Linked DNA regions of Mus musculus: region 2 is linked to region 1. The links are chromatin contacts, called in public HiChIP or PLAC-seq maps. All regions are on one chromosome and are shown on one strand. The core of a region is the stretch at or near the end of the contact, and the rest is flanking DNA. Distances in the headings are between cores, read along the strand shown. Region 1 holds the start of Apela (apelin receptor early endogenous ligand). Region 2 overlaps Smim31 (small integral membrane protein 31).

What was found. HiChIP or PLAC-seq counts read pairs in DNA pulled down with a chosen protein or histone mark.
Region 2: a contact with region 1 is called in an H3K27ac HiChIP or PLAC-seq map of extraembryonic endoderm stem cells. The contact joins the enhancer-like site here to the promoter of Apela in region 1. A contact is called at or near these places in 1 of 39 promoter capture datasets (neural stem cells), 4 of 15 datasets of contacts at CTCF or cohesin (embryonic stem cells and stem cell-derived epiblast-like cells), 70 of 484 Hi-C or Micro-C datasets (8-cell embryo, differentiating embryonic stem cells, differentiating spermatogonia and 12 more), 19 of 115 datasets of contacts at active chromatin or transcription factors (differentiating embryonic stem cells, embryonic stem cells, epiblast stem cells and 4 more) and 3 of 9 other capture datasets (adipose tissue, embryonic stem cells and pancreatic islet).

What each region holds. Positions count from the first base shown.
Region 1 is chr8:65,035,542-65,040,105 of GRCm38.p6, reverse strand. Apela (apelin receptor early endogenous ligand) reads left to right here and starts at 2,770. Exons shown (of 4, transcript NM_001297554.1): 1 at 2,770-2,825; 2 at 2,963-3,216; 3 at 4,352-4,441. The coding sequence starts at 3,141. The coding sequence ends at 4,440.
Region 2 is chr8:65,082,197-65,086,810 of GRCm38.p6, reverse strand. Smim31 (small integral membrane protein 31) reads left to right here. Exons shown (of 3, transcript NM_001352886.1): 3 at 148-1,198. The coding sequence ends at 251. Among named protein-coding and RNA genes, the nearest start is that of Gm39184, 20 kb to the left of the region's middle. Within about 2 kb of position 3,335, at least 10 of the 459 cell types and tissues checked have an H3K27ac peak or open chromatin away from gene starts, as enhancers often do. A contact at or near this core is called in extraembryonic endoderm stem cells, where this site is marked.

The sequences.
Region 1 (4,564 bases), core at 1,521-4,020:
CCTTCCTCCACTGGTGACTCTCTGTATGGGCTACTCTACTCCATCACAAGTGAAGCTTCTGTGGTATTCTCTGATAAAGGCTTAGAGTTGCGTTTATCTAGGGGTAGATAAAAAATCTAGACGGCAGTTTGGATATCTTTTTTTTTTTCCTTTTAAGAGAGGATCTATACATAGTTATTGAGCCTAGAAATCCTATATAGTGAAGAACAGCCTTGAATTCTTTCTCCCTTTTATCACTGGAATTAAAAGTATGCCCTAGCACATCCAAGAAATACTCTCATTTTTACAATCATTTTTGTTTTTTTAAGATAAGGGTTTTTTCTGTGCCCTGGTTGTCTTGGAACTGGCTCTGAAGTCCAGGCTGATCTCAAACTCACAGAGATTGCCTGCCTCTGCCTCCCAAATACTGGGATTAAAGGTGGGTGCCACCAGGCCCAGCCTACCCTTATTGTTATACTGGCTTTTGTAAGCTACTTTTAAGATAGCATCTAGAATTCGAACATTAAAGAAGAAACTAGAACAAAACGGCTGAAAACTCAGATCATGGAATTGACCCTATCCACTCTTCTTTCTTAGCTATCAATTCCTTCATCAAGGAAGCAGGGAGAATAATAAATACTTTAACTACTTTGATCTCTCTTCCCTCCCTCCCTCCCTCTCCTCCTCCCCTTTCCTCTTCATCCTCCTCTTCTGGGCAGTTTCCAAGACTTAGACCTTGCCTGTCTTATCCTTTTGTTCCCCTTAAACTCTAATAAAATGATCCTTGAGCTTCCTTTTATCCATTCTACTTTAAAATTCTTTTATTGATCAGGCTAAGAATTCATGAAAGGGAACCCCAGTTTCTCCAGAAAGAACAGGGTCTCTCTATAATCTAAGCTGGCCTGGAACTCCCTATATAGTCCAGAATGGCTTCAAACTCATCAATAACAGCCTGGACTCTGTCTCCTAGGTGTTGGGCCACCACACATGAGAATTTCCCTTAAATCAACACTTGCTGTTTAGCTAAGGCCATTATTTCAACTATAAAAGACTATACTAGGGCTTAAAATACAGCTTGGTCGTTAAGAGTACTTACTACTCTTCCTGACGGTATGAACTGTGTTCTCTGTACCAGTGTCAGGGGATCCAACGCCCTCTTCTTACCTCCTTGGACAGACACACACACACACACATACACACAGTTCTTTGTTTTTGTTTTTGGTGGGGTTTTTTGGTGTTTGTTTCTTGTTTTGAGACAGCATTTCTCTGTGTAGACTTGGCTGTCCTGGAACTTGCTCTGCAGACCAAGCTGGCCTCAGATTCTCAGATTAACCTGCCTCTGCCTCCTGAATACTGGGATTAAAGGTGTGTGCTACCACATCTGGCTTATACCTTAAAATTTCTTTTAAAAACAAACAAAAAGCCCAACAACAATAACTATAAAACAGGTCTGGAGAAATGGCTCAGCAGTTAAGAGCAGGTGCTGCTCTGTCAGGGGACCTGAGTTCATTCCAGCACACACACAGGGGCTCACTACTGCCTGTAACTACAGCTCAGGGGACCTGATGTCCTCTTCTGGACTCTGTGGGCACTGCATACGCACGGTGCTCAGACATACATGCAGGTAAATAAATAAATAAATAAATAAAATCTATCTATCTATCTATCTATCTATCTATCTATCTTCTATCATCTATTTTTGAGATAGGGTTACTCTCTTATATAGCCTTGGCTGTACCAGTACTTGCTATGTAGACCAGGCTGTCCTGGAACTCACAGAGATATGCCTGCCTATGTCTTTTGAGTGCTGGGATTAAAGATAGGTGCCACCACATTTAATAATTAAATAATTAAAAAAAATTTTTTTAAGAATTTTTTAAAGTTCTGTATAATCTGGAATAGCTAGGCAGATATGGAATTGTACAGACTAATTTGTAAAATCAAAATAATTTTTGCATTTCAAACCTTAAGAAGCCCAAGATTGTGTGTGACCACCACCTGACTTTAAAGATGCCAAAATGGAACAAAATTCCTGACAATTCACAACCGCTTACATGTGCTTGGGTCTACTTATCTGTCAGAGTATAGCTACATAGCCTTCTTCATTAGAATAATTACAATACTTCTCAGATCCAACAGTCTTGTATTACAGGTAAGAAAGCCCTCAGACAGGAGATGCGGGTGGATGTGCAAGACAAAAACTAGACTCCTTTTGTTTCTTCTGACTGTTTAGAAACCAGCTACAACATTCTTTCTCCATCTGCAATCTGGTCTCCGTGCCGGTGACGTTTACCTGACACGCCACCACTTACAAGTTTACAGCAGAGCATTTTATGTCTGTGGCTTGCCTGAACTCCCTTTGAAAAACTCTTGAATGTTTGCAGATGAAAATGACCTTCATCACTTCTTAAATTGCACTTAAATGAAAAGATAAACATTTCACAGATTTACTTCTGAACCTTCTAAACTCCAGGAATCTCTGATGGTGGGAACCCACACACATTAAGCCATTTGGAGATTTAATATAAATAGGCGCTACTTTGTAGTAACTCTGGCAAAGAGGAAGCGCTCCAACCCAGAGTCCATACAAAGCATTTGGGAATCCCTCAGTTAGAGCTCTAGCATTCCTTCTGCAAGAGGACACAAGGGAGACTTCCCGTCCTCTCCACTGCTTCCTGCATGTGGGATCAATATGGGCAATGCAAAGCTTAAACAGATTGCAATGGAGGGGAGCGGAGGCAGGCAATGCTTCGTTTTGCATAGTTCTTCGTAAACAGATTGAATTGGAGTGACTCTCCTTGGAGCTTTGCAGAGACTTCCCGCTTAAGTTACTGCGTGCCTGAATGGTCCATTTCACCAATATTTGCTTATGGAAATAAGGGGGAGTGGCAGGGAGCCGCGGAGAGGGATGGAGGAGGGGCTTGAGGCTTGGGAGCTCTGGAGTACCAGTAACCTTGTCTGATGTGATCATTAACCTTTTCAGGAAAAGGCAGCTGGCAGCCCTCTGAGTTCTGGCCATAGGATGTGGGGTGAGCCGGACAGATACTGCGATTTACAGACGATTTCTCTACTTGAAGAGCTATTGTTCACTTGCGTGTAAGAAAAAAGAAAAACAAAAGGAAAGAAAAAGAAGAAAAGAAAAAAGAGAAAGAAAAGAAAAGATGCGATTCCAGCCCCTTTTTTGGGTATTTTTTATTTTTGCCATGAGTCTCCTTTTTATCAGTGAACAGAAACCAGGTAGGTTTTTGAAATAACTGGCTAGGGTAACTTGTTTGTTTGCCTGTTTGTGCTTCTGGGTCTCTAAATGTGCTTATGCTGAGAACTATTTGGGTATACTTACAGTTAATAGGACTGAGGAAAATATATAGGATTTCTGAAGTACATTTAGCAATCTCATTGTGGGATACTATTTGGACATTTTAAAATATTGTTATGTATTTTACAATTATTTTTCCAAGAAAATAATTCTCAAAACTATTATCCATACAAGTAAATAGATGGGAGAATGTTGGTCTACTAATAAACCTAGATTTTTTTTTAGGTAACATGCAAAATCTAAGCAGATTATCAAGAGAGCATGCATGTTGCTGATTGGAGGAGGGCATTGTAAGTTGAGGTAGCCAAAATCATGATGTAACAATGTAAAATGATAAAACTGGCCCACTGACTGCCTGCCATCTCTGGTTATTTAATTACACAAGACAAGGTTTTGTTTATTTGTTTGTTTATTACTGTTTGGTTTTTTTATCATTATGACGTTTAAGGCAAAACTGTAAAAGGTATGTTGTCAGCGTTAAGTTTTCTGACACATAAAGTTGAAGGGTCAAGTTTCAACCAAAAGATGACAATAGTCATTATCCAAGGGTGTCAGTACAGACGTGATAAAATGTTCCTTTAGTTAGACGGAAGATGGAGTGTCTTGGCTGAAAAGTCAGCCGCTGCTTTTAATTAGGACTTTGATTGCTCTGAGGTTATTCAAATCATTCTTTTTACATACATAAGGGGAAAAAAAGTTACAAGGTCCTTCTTTACTGCCTATAGTAATCGCTACTCAATCCAAAAAATAAAATTCGGATCTCTAGTTTTCTAAAATATAGAGTATCCTGGACGGTGTTCTTGTAAAACAACTTACATTAATTCCTTAAAGAAGTGTGAGAATTGGGTGTAAGAAATATGTCCAGAAGGCTGCCACGGCCGAGGTCTTACTGCCAACACGGGCAGAAGGAATGTACCTGCGTGTCTGTGTAGCCAAGTGATTTGTTTACCGCTTAATCTCGGATGAAGGGATAACAAACGACCTCAGAACGGTTTTGCTGTGCAGATGCTGCCCCTTTCTCCTTTTTAAAACTGACCTTATTTCTCCTTTCTTCAGTTAACTTTCCCAGGAGAAGAAAACTATACAGACACAACTGCTTTCGCAGGAGATGCATTCCACTTCATTCTCGAGTGCCCTTCCCATGAGGTATTCCTGTCCCCGCGCCCCCGCCCCGCCCCGCCCCCGCCCCCCCCCCCGCGCCTTCCCCCTCCCCTTTTGCCCCCGCCCTCCCGCCTCCCCCCTGCGCCCTCGCCCTCGAGCTTCCCCCAC
Region 2 (4,614 bases), core at 2,086-4,585, 46 kb before region 1:
CACCACCACAGCCCCACTCTGTCTTCTTTCTGTCAAAGGGTAAAGCTACATTGTACCCAAGTCCTCCAATAACTAAAGTCAGTTTCTACTTGTTTTCTCAGTGGTTAACTTTGTTTGTTTGTTTGTTTGTTTGTTTGTTTGTTATAGACGATGACTTCCACCTAAAGGAAAAGAGAAGGAAAAGAAAAGAGTTTAAAGGGAAGAAAAATTGCTCAGATGAAGAACACAAAATTGAAACAATGCAACCATGACCTCAGCCACCTGTGAGTGCACAGTCGCTCCCCTAAGAATGCCTGCTGGGATTGCTCGCAAGACCAAGGACATTAAAACAGCCTTCAGATCATAATCGCTAGGACTCAACACAGGGAATGGGGCTTCATACTCTTTTTTTGACATCCTTGTTTATAAGACCAATTATGAGCACTAGCTGTAATAAAAAGGAATACAGTCAAAGTAAGATCTTTCAAGAAAGAGAAAATACATAAGTATTATAATCTAGTTAAAGAAAACAGCAGTCTCTGGGACTGTGGCTCAGTGGTAGAGTGCTTGCCTAACATGCTTAAGGCTCTGTGTTTGATTGCTAGCTCTGACAAAAAAAAGGGAGGTAGATAAATAAATAAATAAATAAATAAATAAGGTGCTGGTGAGATGGCTCAGTGGTTAAGAGCACCTACTGTTCCTCCAGAGGTCCTGAGTTCAATTCCTAACAACCACACGGTGGCTCACAACCATCTATAAAGGGATCTGATGCCCTCTTCTGGCATACAGCTGTACACACAGAGCACTTATTCATTTAAAATTAATGAATAAATGAGTGAATGAATGAATGAATGAATGTACAATGACATTTTAAAATCACATACATATGTATGTATCCATACGTAAATATGTTCACATGAGTGCAGATGCCCACAAAGGCCAGAGGAGGGCACCAGACCCTCAGAGCCACAGAGGGCTGAGTCACCAGGATTTTGACAACTGAACTCAGGTCCTCTGCAACAGCAAACGCCCTTAACTACTGAGCCACTGCTCCAGCTCCAAGAACAATGCATTTTTACTGTTTTTCTTTCACTTGGTTATGCAAAGTGTGACTTAGAAGCTACAATTCTTCTGTTGTAAAACTACAACTAACCATGTCTCTGCTGCTTCTATAATAAGGACTTAATAAGGACTTCTGAAATAAATACTAAAGACAAAACCCTATTTTCACTGCCCAAATGTAGAAATTTGAAGTGTTCCTATCAAATAGAAATATTATCATTGCTTCAAAATTTTTAAGATTTAAAGTGATACAGTTTACAGACATAAGGGTCTTGGGGGAGAGGGCTTTTTAAAGTGTTTATTACATTTCTTTCCTTGCTTACGTTGTGTGCATGCACATGCGACTCAATCTGTGTATGGAGATCAGAGGACATCTTGCTGGAGTGGGAGACTGAACTCAGGTCGGCAGGCTTCATGGCAAACGCTTCTAGCCTCAGTTCCATCTCAGCTGTCCCATAGGAGCTGCTGCAAACATATGATTCTAACCCTACGCAGAGCAAAGTTCATAAGCATGGAGTGGAGCCTGTCATTCTTCACCCTTCTAATTCCTGAAATTTCAATTTCTATGTTCATCATGATGGTGGATATTAAGTGTCGGCAGTACCACAGAGACAGAAAGAAGGCATGAGATTGCCAATCGTTAGCCAACTGTCCTGAAGTGAGAATCATAAAATCACAGGTACAGATCTCCATTGCTGACCACAGAGTTCCAGCAGTGTGAGACCCACCCGCCTGTGTCCCTCTCTGCTCTGTGCTTCTTGTACTCAGGCAGGATTTAATACAAATGGAACCCTACCATACATTGATAGACAGAAGAACTGTGGACCAACTATTTAACAGACTTAGCCAATTACTTCTCAGGTCCGAATCCCAAAAATTTAAAGGCACTCACTATATAGAAAAAAGTAGTGGAGGAAGGGGGCATTGCATCGTTTTTTAAGGCAAGCAGAAAATAGCACAGTGGTGCATGCCCATAATCCTGGTATTCAGAAAGTGGAGGCAGAAGGGTCAGGAATTCAAGCTCACCTTTAATACATACAGAGTTTGAGGCTAGCAGAGGTGAAATGAGACTCTGTCTCAAATAACAAACAGAGCAGACAAGCGTAGATAAGGCTGGGTGTTTTCTACCTTATCTAGCTGCTACAGAATTGATTCACTTAATTTCAATGTTCCCCCTAAAGACTAGGGTAGGAGAGACCTTGGCAGGGTTCTTAAATAAATAAGAGATAGCATGTTAGTCATTGCTGGGGACAAGTGCTGCTAAACAAGACTGCAAACTTCGAATGCATTTATGTTCCCTTTAAGTCTATCAAGTATGACTATCTGGGAAAGCAGAATGACCTAGAACAAAACACGTGGCCACTGACCGATCCACTCGAGTCACCTCATCTTATGTCATTCTGTGTTGATTGGAATGCGAAGCTCTTGGCAATTCTTGAAGAACACCATCTGGATAGATTTGAAGAGAGAGATAAGAGGTCTTTCTAACATTCTACAGGATGGCAGCTAAAACCTTGGGTTAAGCTGGGAGTAGTGGAACATGCCTGAAATCCCAGCATTCTAGATGTGGGGGCAGGAGGGGCAGAAGAGCAAGTCATCTTCAGCTATAGGGGAAGTTAAAGGACAGCCTGGATTAGAGACCCAACACACACCACACATGTGCACACTTCTAGAAAAATCCAAATTTTAAAAAAGTCCCACTATGGAGTTTGGTGTTTATTGTCACTCTCAGGCCTTAGGGAGTCTACATCACAAATGCTTCCTGTTTCACTGTGTACAAAACTCTCGGTTCCAGCATGCTTCTCCTTGCAATTCGCTTATAAATGTGAAGTTACAGCATGTGATCTTTCCCTGTGTAAGAGAACATTAGAAATAGAAATCCTCTTTGAATTTAATCACTCCTAATAAAAAAATAAAAATAAAAATAAAAGTCCTCCTGACTTGAGAGCCAAATGGTCAAATGGTCAAATACGAAACCATGAAACTGCTGCTCAGTTTAACTAGCCACCACCCCAGGGGACGAGCACTTATTATTCTCTCATCCTGTGAAGCATTTCAGAGGCAGTAAACAAAAGCTAAGAATTGGAGAAATATGATGGCTAGGCATTGTATTTAATCAGTGGCCTCTCTCACATCCATACAGAGAGTGAGCATCAAAGACAGAAAAAAAATGTTTACACAGATAAGAGAAAGATCGCACCAGGGACAATGAGACCACAAGCTAGGAATGAGCCAGGGACAGACTCTGAGTAGGTGTCGTGTTCCCAGTAGGTAAACACTTTATTTGTGCTTTACAATAGACAGAAAAGCATTCTGCTGTGTGCTCTGCTCATTCCTCACTATCAGAGATTTAACTGAGTAAAGGCATGCTCGCCCTAATTGGGGAAGAGAGGTCAAAAGCAGAGCTTACAGATTAGCCTTTGTCCTCCAAGTCTTTGTATGCCAGGTATCTGTGACCTAATGAAACATTGAAATATGCAGAGGGCTCCATACTGACTCTTCAGTGCCCACTGGAACACAGTGGACAGTGACCAACCGTGACAACAGCAGCAAGTTTGAAGCAGAGTAAAGCTGCCTATTCCTTGTTCGTGGTGCCTGAACACAGAAAAAGAAGAAACTTCGTGGGCTGACACAATGGCTCAGCAGGTAAAGGGGCTTGCTGCCAAGCCTGATGACTTGAATCTGATCTAGAAAGAGCCACGTGGTGAAGAGAACTGACACATGACCACACACACACACACACACACACACAATCTTCCAGTCTCCCACTGTTATTAGAAGGCACCACATGAACTCGCTGAATTTTCACAGTGATGTCATTCTCATTTGTATCTTTCTCCTGGCATTTCTTTTTTTCCTGAAGTATTAAGTCTTAGCTTACTTATGCAGGGTCTCAAAGACCTTCCCCCACCAAGATTCCTCCTTCATTTATAGCAGCCAAATGTGGCTTCAAGGACCAGAGAGCAAGTGCAAACCACTTTGCTGTTGTTTTGACACAGGATAGGATTGCTCTACATAGCTCCGAATGTACTGGGACCATGTAGACCTGGCCAGCCTTAAACTCAGAAGAGATCTGCCTCTGCCTCCTAAGTGTTGAGATTAACAATCAGCATTGCCATACCTAGCTACATACTACTTTTAAAAGGCAGAAACATACTGAACTCAGTGAAGTTTTATTACAGAAAACAATACTCACACTTTTCGTCCCAAGGCAGGCTTACATGTACTGCTGACTTGGTCTATACGTGCCTGATGTCCTTCATGAAATGGTGTCTTACAGAAAACAAGGTTTTTCCTTCCAGCAACAGCATTTAGTTCCTTGATGTCTAATTAACATGCAGTTAAGATTAGTTAATTGACTGATTTAGTAGTATCTGTCTCAAAAGACCTTTTTCTTCTAGGTTATATATCTCCCCCTCCTCCCCCTCTTCCCTTTCCTCCTCCCTTTCCTCCTCCTCCTCCTCTTCATTTTTCACGGATTTGTTCTGTTTTTGCTGTTTTGAGGCCAGGCCTCACATAGTTCATGCTGGCTTTCAACTTCTATGTAGTTAAGGATGACTCCTCAAACTTCTG